Linked DNA regions of Mus musculus: regions 1 and 2 are each linked to region 3. The links are chromatin contacts, called in public Hi-C maps. All regions are on one chromosome and are shown on one strand. The core of a region is the stretch at or near the end of the contact, and the rest is flanking DNA. Distances in the headings are between cores, read along the strand shown.

Evidence for each region. A called contact is a pair of places that touch in the nucleus more often than the background predicts.
Region 1: a Hi-C map of cerebral cortex shows a contact between it and region 3, with 1.6 times the contacts expected there. The contact joins two enhancer-like sites. A contact is called at or near these places in 2 of 484 Hi-C or Micro-C datasets (cerebral cortex and nephron progenitors), 3 of 115 datasets of contacts at active chromatin or transcription factors (bone marrow-derived macrophages, embryonic basal ganglia and stem cell-derived neural progenitor cells) and 1 of 9 other capture datasets (embryonic stem cells).
Region 2: a Hi-C map of cerebral cortex shows a contact between it and region 3, with 2.1 times the contacts expected there. The contact joins two enhancer-like sites. A contact is called at or near these places in 1 of 15 datasets of contacts at CTCF or cohesin (large pre-B cells), 4 of 484 Hi-C or Micro-C datasets (the N1E-115 cell line, bone marrow-derived dendritic cells, bone marrow-derived macrophages and 1 more), 9 of 115 datasets of contacts at active chromatin or transcription factors (astrocytes, bone marrow-derived dendritic cells, bone marrow-derived macrophages and 4 more) and 1 of 9 other capture datasets (adipose tissue).

Annotation. Positions count from the first base shown.
Region 1 is chr14:62,225,058-62,228,754 of GRCm38.p6, reverse strand. No RefSeq gene overlaps it. Among named protein-coding and RNA genes, the nearest start is that of Gm35419, 56 kb to the right of the region's middle. Within about 2 kb of position 1,899, at least 47 of the 459 cell types and tissues checked have an H3K27ac peak or open chromatin away from gene starts, as enhancers often do. A contact at or near this core is called in cerebral cortex and embryonic basal ganglia, where this site is marked.
Region 2 is chr14:62,040,863-62,044,740 of GRCm38.p6, reverse strand. No RefSeq gene overlaps it. Among named protein-coding and RNA genes, the nearest start is that of Gm35307, 7.9 kb to the right of the region's middle. Within about 2 kb of position 2,175, at least 29 of the 459 cell types and tissues checked have an H3K27ac peak or open chromatin away from gene starts, as enhancers often do. A contact at or near this core is called in cerebral cortex and embryonic basal ganglia, where this site is marked.
Region 3 is chr14:61,755,523-61,759,158 of GRCm38.p6, reverse strand. No RefSeq gene overlaps it. Among named protein-coding and RNA genes, the nearest start is that of Gm46480, 50 kb to the right of the region's middle. Within about 2 kb of position 1,533, at least 129 of the 459 cell types and tissues checked have an H3K27ac peak or open chromatin away from gene starts, as enhancers often do. A contact at or near this core is called in cerebral cortex and embryonic basal ganglia, where this site is marked.

The sequences.
Region 1 (3,697 bases), core at 650-3,149, 470 kb before region 3:
TAAGACATGAAAACAGGCATGGTGGCACACACTTTTAATCCCAATACTCAGGAGTCAGAGGCAAGTAGATCTCTGTGGGTTTGAGGCCAACCTGTTCTGCATATTGAGTTCCTGGCCAGCCAGGGCTACATAGGAAGACCTAATTTCAAAAGAAGAAGAAGAAGAAGAAGAAGAAGAAGAAGAAGAAGAAGAAGAAGAAGAAGAAGAAGAAGAAGAAGAAGAAGAAGAAGAAGAGGAGGAGGAGGAGGAGGAGGAGGAGGAGGAGGAGGAGGAGGAAGAGGAGGAGGAGGAGGAGGAGGAGGAGCAGGAGGAGCAGGAGGAGCAGGAGGAGCAGGAGGAGCAGGAGGAGGAAGAATAAGAAAAGGATAAGAATAAAGAGGAGGAGGAAGAGGAGAAAGAGAAGAGGAGTAGGAGGGAGATATGGGGGCTGGAGAGAGCATTCAGTGGTCAGAACACTTACTAGTCTTGCAGAGGTCATGAGGTCCTTTCCCCAAACCCAAATGGTGGTCCACAACCTACTATTACCCCAGTTCTAGGGAACCTAAAACTGTTTTTTGGCCTCTCTGGGCACCAGGCACAGACATGGTATATATATACATAAATAAATGCTGGTATTTATGCACATAAAATAAAAACAAATCTTAAAAATAAAAAGGAAAGAAATGCACACAGCCATCCATAGCCCTTAGCTCTTTATCTAGGGGTGACACGTCATGAGATTTTTTTTCTCATCCACAAACAACAGTAAATGAATGCAGCAGGCTGTATTTACATAAAAACACAACTGAGCACATATATGTGTGAGCAGTGACAATAATTAAAAAAGAAATTATAAATTTGAGAGGGAGTTGGGCAACATGGGAGGAGGTGCGGGGTGGCAGAAATTATGTCACTACAGTACTCATGTGTAAAATTCTCAAAAAGACAAATGTGTAGGTTGACCTGTTAAAGAGCTGAAACAGACTCAGGAAGATATGAGCTCAAAATGCTGACTAATGGCTCAAAAAAATTAGCCATATCATTCTGTTCTTCAATTCCCCATGTCTCTCATCAGAAAGACTCACCAGCTCCCTTCTCCAGATCCCTTTTTTATCCTTTCAAAAAAGAAACAAACCACCTTTCAAAAAAGGTGGGGACCCGAAGAAAGACTGTCCCAAGAGACACCCCGAATCTAATAATAGATCCTCTTCTCTTCAGCCACATGAAAACCCCACAACTCATCCCTCCTGCTTTTTAACATTTAGAATCTCATTATATGTAGACACCGAGTCTTAAGAGTTTAATTTCCTCCCTGGTAGTATTAATCCGCTAGCCTTCTGCCTTTCCTCATGAACGGAGAGAAAGAATCTGCTTTGCACAAGTGTAGCTGTAGCATACCAACAAACCAAGGATGCTTTAAATATAAAAGGGCTACCCAGTGGCATGTGAAGGAACAGGCAAGACCACTGTGCTGGCCAGCTTTGGAACCGGAGACTAAGTTCTGAAAAACCTACACAAAAGAAAGAAAGAGAGGGAGGAGGGGACAGGGATGAAATGAGCATAAGAAGTGAAAGGCAGACTTTACAGTCACGGGCAGTTGTTGTTTGAGTACTCTCTATGTTGCCTCAAGACACAGCTGTACATAAAATACTCTGCCTCTCTCCTCTCTAATGGAGTCATATTCATTTCTACTTAACGAGAATCACAAATGCTATTTCGAAACTGCTCGGTTCTGAGGAGCACTGTCTAGTTGGGTGTTTCTTACGCACTCGTTGGCATGGTTATGCCCGCCTAATATAAATGTCGGTAGCCTTTCAAAGGCCTTCACAGGACATCTTTTGAGCATGCCAGTTACCATGGTCACCAGTGTACCCATTTGCAAGGAAAATTGGAAGCCATGCTCATTACGTCAAGAACTACATCGGGCGATAAAGAGAGCATGCTTGCTTCAGAGTTGGCAACTGGTTATTTGTTAGACTCCCTGCCCACACAGTTCCATCAAACAATGTCTCATTCAACTGCCGAAGTCAAAGTTTACAGCTCTGATCTTTCCAACTGGAGCTGAGTGTGCCCGTGAATGCAGAACCTTCCCTAGCAGACTCAGCTCAGCAGAGGGCGACCTATTCTGGTGACTTTGTAAGAACAAAAGAGCCAAGTCATCAGATGGGGCGTGGAGAGAAGCCACAAAACAGTGCATTCTTTTTCAAAAGATGTACTTTTTATCTTCTGTGCATGTATTTGTGTATATTATTGGATATATCTGTGTATGTTATTTTTTTGTGTGTTTATGTGTGCCACAGGCATGCAAGTAGCTTTGGAGGCAAGAGAAGACCATCAGACTCCTGGGAACTGGAGTTGCATGTGGCTCTCTCAGATCCTCTGACAGCTGATTCATCTCTCCAGCTAAAACAATCTCCATTCTAGGACCTTCTAGCATGAACTACATACTTCACCTGGGCTGTGACACTCCTGTGTTTCTCTAGCCAAAATTTTCGGTGAGTGAGAGAGATCATCTGTAAAATATCTCAATCTAAGCCACCCACAGTGTCCTGCATTTTAATCTCAGCATTTGGGAGGCAGAGGCAAGCAGATCTCTATGAGTTCATGGCCAGCCTGGTCTACATAGTGAGTTGCAGGTCAGCAAGATCTGGATAGTGAGAACCTGACTAAACTAGACAAAACCAAATACTGTACTCTCCAGAGTTCTGTGATTCTAAAGCACTCTGACTTCATGCATTTGTGTCATCTGTTCAAAAGCACATGTTCATAAGTGCACAAACACACACACACACACACATACACACACATACACACCCACATACACACACATACACACACATACACACACACACACACAGAGAGAGAGAGAGAGAGGGAGAGAGAGAGAGAGAGAGAGTGAGCTTTCTTTAAAAGATTTGTGAGGTTGAGAATTTAATTGACATACTTGACACTTTTACATGGTATATGGCACATGCTCACGCACACACACACACACACACCTATCCTTTTCTTTACAATCCAACCTGAAAACATGTTCCACAGCTCACCTAAACTCTGACTTGAGAGTTCACATGAGAACAGCTGACTTATTTATTCTAAGTGAGGCCGTCCAGAACCAGGAGAACACTGTACATTGTCACTCATGTGGAGGTCCCAGTATTGAATCTCTAGATGTGTGTTTAATTTGGAGTATCTGTAGAACCCAGGAAAATATCAAGGGGCTTTTAGTGAGGAGGAGGAAGAAAACTATTGAGAGAGGACTAATAGTACACAGGTGATGACAGAAAGAAAGAGGGGAATGGTGGGGAGAGAAATTTAAATGGAGAGGGGTGGAGATTATACCTCTGGGGCTCCCAGAGAAACCCAAACAATTCAGGGTATCATGCTCTCAGTTGCCCACCAGAACTTGACCGTGACACATCGTTGCTAAAGACATTATTCACATCAGTCACAGGGCATGGAGAAATCAAGTTGGCACTGACTGACCAAGAATTCCCAATGCTGATTAGTGTTCCTAGTACCGTTAGGCACTTTATGAGGGAGAATATTCATTAGTAGTGTTATCCAACCGCAAAATCTGTGAACTACAATAGTATGCCCATGGGTGTAATAGTGGAATGAATGCTATGGGGGTAACTAACCAGTTCATGAGGAAATGCGTACTTGGTACTATAAATTTGGTCAATAACTGGTAGCTAGGGAGTCCATAGGCTCTAGG
Region 2 (3,878 bases), core at 926-3,425, 280 kb before region 3:
CCAATACATTAGAATGGAAGGGAACTCTCTCATTCTGGTTTACACCAAATAAATATAAGCAGTTACTATTATGCTTCATAGGGCTGGAGAGATGGCTCAGTAGCTAAGAGTTCTGGCTACTCTTCCTGGGACCTGTGTTTGATTCCCAGGATCCACATTTTGGCTCCCAACTGTCTGTAACTCCAGGCCCAGGGGAGCCAATGCATTCTATGAGTATTCCATCCACTGATGCACATGCACAATGCAGACAGAACACCAGTACACATAAAATAAAGTAAAGGAGAAAATGTAACATTATGTTTGATGCTAGAAGTTGAAAACCGTCTCCCTTCGACTGGAAAATAGTTCTGGAGGTTTGACTCACAGCAATAGTGGAGAAAACTATATTTTAAAACACCACACTAGAAATGAAGCAATACGTGTATCTGTGTTTGCTTAATTTGAAATAGGAAATGCTAAAGAAACCACAAAACTCTATTATGGTCAAAAGCTGTTTCAGTAGCCTTATGGCTGCAGAGACTGTGCAGAGAAGAATTTACAGTTTTCTATACCAGCAATGCATACTCAGGAAATAACATTAAGAACATTTTATTTATATGATCATTTAATAAGAACTTAGAAATAGATTTAACATGGTAACTTATATACAAGGAAATTGCAAAACACCACTCAGAGAAAGAGCATAAATAATGTTAGCTTGTCTGTCCTCACAGACTTGGGATTCCATGTTATAACTCTGTGTCCATAGATCCTTCCTTGTTCTTTTACCAAAATCTCAGCTGCCTTTTCACATAAAAGTTTCAGACAGTCCAAAGGTTGAGTTGGAAATTTGCCAGTCATTTTGGTCACCAGATAGGATTGAGATGCAGAATGCACGCACTTATTTTTAATAAAGAGATGGAGGCAATTCAGTAAGGGCAATGCCATGCTTACAGAGAGATGGTGCTGAAAGAGTAGAACATACTTGAAGGTGAGACTCCCTCTCACCATGGTCAAATGCTAAAATGAGATAGTCCCAGAGTGCATGTGGACCTAAAGGTAAGAACTGAAGCCATGAGATGCCGAAGGCATCACAGCTGGAAAATGTCGTGTCCTGCGACTCAGCCAATGAGTTCTTAGATGTGATACCAAAAGCATAAGCAACAAAAGAGACTGAGATATTTGGACTTGATTAATAATTAAAAGATATTTTGTTTTAAAAATATTTCAAAATAATAAAAATAATCATAGGATATTTAAAAAAATCTATAAATCACATACCTGGCAGGAGTCTAGCATTGGATATGGAGGGAAAATGACTGCAATTCAACCATAAAGAGACAAATTTCCTAATTAAAAAGAGACAGGGGGTATAAATAAACATTTCTCCAAAGAAAATGTGCAAATGGCCAAAAAGCACCTACAAGAAACCCATAGTCATTAGCAAATGCAAATCAAACCACAGAAAGATTCCACTTGATGCAGGATGATGTAGTCACTCTGGAATAGTTGGGCAGTTCCCTCTCTGGTGACTGGCAGTGAGTACGCGCTCTCCTTCAGGAGTGATAAAAAGACTTGGTTCTCCGAATGTTAAATATCGAGTAACAATATGCATTAGCATTTCACTGAAGGGAATTTAAGATGCAAGATAAAAAGTGTACGCATGAATATTCATCACAGCATTAATTAAAATAGCTAAAAGGTAAACAGAATCTAAATGCCTATTAACTAGTGAATAAATAGGCTGCAGTGATGTATTTAGACAGCGGAATATTATTCAGTGGTAAAAAGAACAAAGTTCAGCTGCAGCACGGGCGAGCCTTGAAGACTGTAAGACAGGGAGGAAAGCCAGATGCAACAGGCAGGCTCACAATCGCTCCATTTTATAGAATGTCTGAAGCTGGCAAGCTCATGCCTGAATGCCATGCACTGTTTACCAGGGGCGGGGGAGGGCTGAGGGGGACTGGTGGCTAATGGTACAGGCTTCTGCTTGGAGTGGTGAAAATGTCTCGGAATCTGACAAGCCATGGGAGTGATCCTTTCAAATAAATGATCAGTGTGCAAGAATTATATCTCCACTAATAACGACCTATCATTACAAATACGCAAATTAAAAGATCTTGCACTCAAGGTTAATGAGACATGGAGAATGCCACTAGGCCAAAGATTAGAGTCTTCCAGAAAACAAAGGGAATCACAATTAGGGACTATCAAAGCCAAGCCCTCATGTTTCCCAAGTGAACAGCAGGGGGAGCCCTCGGTAGCAGAGAGAACTGCAAAACTAATATTTATGATAATAAAGCTAATAGCTTTTGTTCATAAAAAAAACTGAAACAAAAAGCAAATAAGGTTACAAACCCCACTAACAAACTCACTATCCTGGCAACCACTTGTCGATCCATTTGTGCCAATCTCTGCATGGGTGGCACATACCCATGGGTGGACATATGCAGGCATACATGAAGAGCCCAAGCCATGTGGCTTTGAAGCCTCTTTGGTTTCATTTCATATTAACTTTATATTTCTTTAAAATTTTTGAATATCCTTGGGAGTGTAATTTTCTGCAATCTGTAACTGTACTGTAATTCTTTAAACACGTTTTGATACATTTTTAGTTATAAATAACACTACAATAAAGTGCTTGTACCAAAACCCTTAAATATCGTTTTCTTAAAAAAAAACAAACAAACAAACAAACAAACAAAAAAAACAAAACAAAACAAAAAAAACTTCCCTCAGGATAGATTCATTGCAGAGGAATTATGAGGTGAGCCTGCATTTACAACTTTAAGATTTTGGATATGTAACCATATTTCAGCCCTAAAATCTCACATTTCCTCTTGAGGTACATGAGAGTTTCCTCATTCCTGGCTCTAAACAGTTGTGTGTGTGTGTGTGTGTGTGTGTGTGTGTGTGTGTGTCTGTGTCTGTGTCTGTGTCTGTATTGTGCATTTCTGTGTGAAAATGTGTGTACATGTCCTTGTATGTGTGTCTGGGTGTATATATGCCTCTGTGTATGTCTGTGTGTGTATATGTGTCACTGTGTGTGTTTGTGTATTTGTGAACATGTCCCCATGTGTGTCTTTATATAGATACCTGTGTGTGTACATGTCCATGTGTGTCTGTGTGCATATGTTCCTGTGTGTGTGAGTGTGAACGTGTCTGTGTGTGTATCTGTGTATGTGCATGCCTATGTGTGTACATGTGTACTGTGCATGTAGCTATACATGTATATGGAGTCCAGGAAAGGGTGTTGGGTGTCCTCTGATATCACCCTTGGCATAGTCTTTTGAGGCAGGGTCGCCCCCAGCAGCCCCTGTTTCCTCAGCTTTGCAGAGCTGGGGTTACAGCCAGCATAGACTCCAACTGTTCCTAGGTCCTGGTGCAATACTGTGGTCCTCACCATTGCACCGAGAACATCTTAACCACTGAGCCTTTTGTATAGCTGCTGCTTATCTGACCCTCTACCTAAACATATAATTATTGGATTTTTCCCTACCTTTAAATTATGCCCTAATTGTATAGATGTGATCTTCTTCCCATTATATTTTAAACAAACACTGGACTTTATTTTTCAGTGCTTGTTGTCTAATTTTTCCACTTATACAATTTATTTCTTGTAAATAACAGCAATTTTTGTTTAAGATATTAATATTCTAGTTACTGATCCCTGGAAGCTCTCTAAGTGAACCATGTGTTGCCTTCAATGTTGCACTCTTCCTTTGGGTACTTTTTGCCGCATGATTTTTTTTTTAAGTTTGACATATAAATGGTTTTAATTTTGGTATAAAACTTATCTGTCTTCTTTCATAAATCTTTCCCCATTTTCTCTTAAAAACCTATTCAACATGAAGAATTGATGAAACTTCATCATAATTTTCTCTTCTCTCAGCTTTTAA
Region 3 (3,636 bases), core at 284-2,783:
ATTTCCACAGACAGCTCACTGTGGCAGTGGTGAGGGCTCAATGGTGAAAGTCGCTCTACCTCAAGTATCAAGGATCTTTAAGGCTGAGGGCACACTCCCTCTGCATGCTTCATACCAAGAGAGGGGCCAAAAAAAAAAAAAAAAACCCTACTATTTAGTCTTCAGGAAATGATCACCTTTCTCACAAGGGGACTAGTAAGTCACAAGTCACCCCACTGAAGTGATCATAACGAGCTTCTTCAGCAATACGATAACCTATCTGAAGGTTTCAGGGCAGGCGGTTTCACTTACATCCAGGGCAAGCCAAGCACTGAATCTACACACACACAAATACACTGTGATAGTTTGCATATTTTTGGCCCAGGGAGTGGCACTGTCTGAAGGTGTGGCCTTGTTGGAGTAGGTGTGTCACTGTGGGTGTGGGCTTTAAGACCCTTGTCATAGCTGCCAGGAAGCCAGTCTTCCAGCGGCTTTCAGATGAAGATGTAGAACTCTCAGTTCTTCCTGCACCATGCCTGTCTGGTCGCTGCCATGTTCCCACCTTGGTGATAATGGACTGAACCTCTGAACCTGTAAGCCAGCCCCAATGAAGCCATCTTTTAGACAAGAGGAACATGTGAGATGCAACACCTGCTACTGAACATTTTTAATCAGTAAACTGTCCTCACTAAAGGTTTTGAGTAGTTAAAACTTGTATCACTGTATCCAGAACTGGAGGTGGAAATGCCATATTACATTTCTTTAGATATGCACATGCAACATACTCTCTATTACATATAACCAGATGTTGCTATGACAGCGCTTTTGTTAAACTCAGACAGAGTTCCTGAGATAGTTCTACACAATATGGGATTTCGGGAATTTACTTTTTAGCAACTACTGAAATAGATCTTGTGAATCTTGGGAGGCAAGTAAGCTATGTGAAAATAAATAAATCACAGGGATTTTTATTATGTATTTATTCAAAATGAAGGGAAAGGCACGTGATTCACAATATATGCAACCTGAGCTTAGAAATGTTTCTCTTCATTATCTAACAGTATGTGGTTTTATAAAAAACAAACTACCAAACAGTAATAGGACAGCTTTTTACTCGAAAATGCATATGGTTCCTTGGCTAAAAATAGTACAAACGATGGCGCTTCCAAAGACAAAGTAATCTCCTGGGGACAGAATTAGTTATGCTCCCTACGCCTGCACACTGCAAAGCTGAACTGTATTTAAGGCTGTTCACAAGAATTAAACAAAAACTTAAAAGAGGAAACCCCTCTTCGAGAGGTTTTATAACGTTTTGAAAACTGCATTATACATTCTAGACGCAATTTAACTTGTTTGCATTTGTGCCATGCCTTCCCATACATAACCACTTTCAAATGCTTTCTAAAGGCCCAGGAAGGCTATGTAAGAACTGCTCAGCGGAGTGCACACGCTCAGGAACACGTGGCATGCCCGCGGCAGGCTCTCACTTTCTCCATGTCCCACCAGACACGGTCCCTAGGGACTTCTGTGCTCCAGTCTGGGAGGGCGGGCGACTTGGCACAGCCTCTCCCTGGGTAGGAGGGGAGAGCTGCTGACTCACGACCAAGGCGGGCTGGCTGCTCTCCCTCCCTCCCCAGCCCTGCCGAGAGAGAGAGAGAGAGAGAGAGAGAGAGAGAGAGAGAGAGAGAGAGAGAGAGAGAGAGAGAGAGAGAGAGAGAGAGAGAGAGAGAGAGAGAGAGAGAGAGAGAGAGAGAGAGAGAGAGAGAACACTGTGGGAAGGAACACCTCCAGAGCCCAGTGTTCCCATCACAGCCTCACCCCCAGCAGGCGAGGAAGAGGATGGAAACCAGAATGAGTTAGAGAAAGAGGAACCTATGGAGAAGGAAGCGCAAGAGTGGACCTTCCTTCCCAGCCTGGGCTTGGGGGGGAAAAAAATCCTCTGCCCCGCCCCCACTGGACAAGCCGCCTGGCAGGTCTGTGTGCATTCAGTGACTAAAATCCTTCAGCCAGTTTCTCTTCCCAAACCCTCTTCCCATTTTCACTCCTGTCTTGTCATAAGGATGAGCTGCCTAAGAAAGCATTTAAGGCTTCTGTTGTCAACTGGACACTGAGCCCTGATCTGCCCTGGATGGAAATCTATAATTCTGAGCCCCAAGGACCTGGAGGCCACGTTTTAACCAGCCAGGAATTCAGATTCAGTGTTAACAATGAAATAAAAGGTCTTTTTTTTTTTCACTCCCCAAAGCAGTTGCATGGTTATATATGTAAATACACCATGTTAGGCAAGAAGTCAGGACAGTTGCCTCTGAGGCAGGGTGGAGATGACAGGAAGGAGTGCAAAGAGAGCATCCTGAAATGGTGGCAACATTCTGAGCCAACCCTGATCAGGGTTTACAGCTGTGTGCATTTATCATAAGTCTGTCAATCCACTGTGTATGTGTGCATTTCATTCTTTTTTTTTATTTATTTATTTTACAGTCCCACTTCCCCTTCTCATTCCCCCCATTGCCCCTTCCCTTTCTCTGCAGAGAAGGGGAGACACCCCCCACCCCCCCACCCCCCACCCCCACCCTGTCTTGGGTATCACCCTACCCTGGGGTATCTAGTCCCAGCAGGACTAGGCATATCCTCTCCTACTAAGGCCCAACCAGCCAGTTCAGGTAGGGGAAGAGGATCCATTGGCAGGGAACAGAGACTAAGACAGCCCCTGCTTCACTTGTTAAGGGAGCCACAGGAAAACCAAGCTATACATTTGCTATAGATGGGTCTGGGGTCTAGATCCAGTTCCTGCATGCTGCCTGGTTGGTGGCCCAAGCTCTGTGCACCCCTATGGTCTCAGGTTAGTTGACTCTGTGGCTCTTCTTGTGGTGTCCTTGGTCCTCCTCCTTGCTCATTTCCATCCCCCACGATTCCAGGGGACTTCCCAGGCTCCACCTGATGTTAGGCTGTGAGTCTCTGCATCTCTGCCTCCATCTGCTGCTGGATGGAGACTCTCAGGAGACAGTTGTGCTCAGTTCCTATCTTGCAAGCATAGCAGAGTTAATAGTGCCAGGGGTTGGCTCTCTCACATGAGGTGGGTCTCTGCAGGTTGGGTCTGTCATTGATTGGCTGTTCCCTCAATCTCTGCTCCCATCTTTATTCCTGTACATCTTGTAGGCAGGACAAAACTTTGGTTAAAGGTTTTGTGGGTGGAAGTCCTGCCTGGCTACAGGAGGTGGCCATTTCAGTCTCTATATCACCCTCTAGTAGGAATCTAAGCTAGAGTCACTCCCATAAACTCCTGAATCCTCTCCAGTCCCAGGCCTCCTGCTAGTCACCAGAGATCCCCGCCCCACCCCCACCATTACCACTCTCACTCCCAGCCCTCTCTCCTTCACCTAATCACCATCCCCATTCCCCTCCTCACCGCTATTCCCACCTCTTCCCTTCTCTCCATCCACCTTTGATAGCTATCTAATTTCTCTTCTGAGCGACATTCACACATCTTCCCTTGGGACCTCTTTATTGCCAAGTTTCTGTGGGTCTGTGGATTGTAGCATGGTTATCCTGTAATTTATGGCTAATGTCCACTTATAAGTGAGCACACACTGTATGTGTCTTTCTGGGTCTGGGTTATCTCACTTGGGATGATATTCTCAAGTTCCATCTATTTGCCTG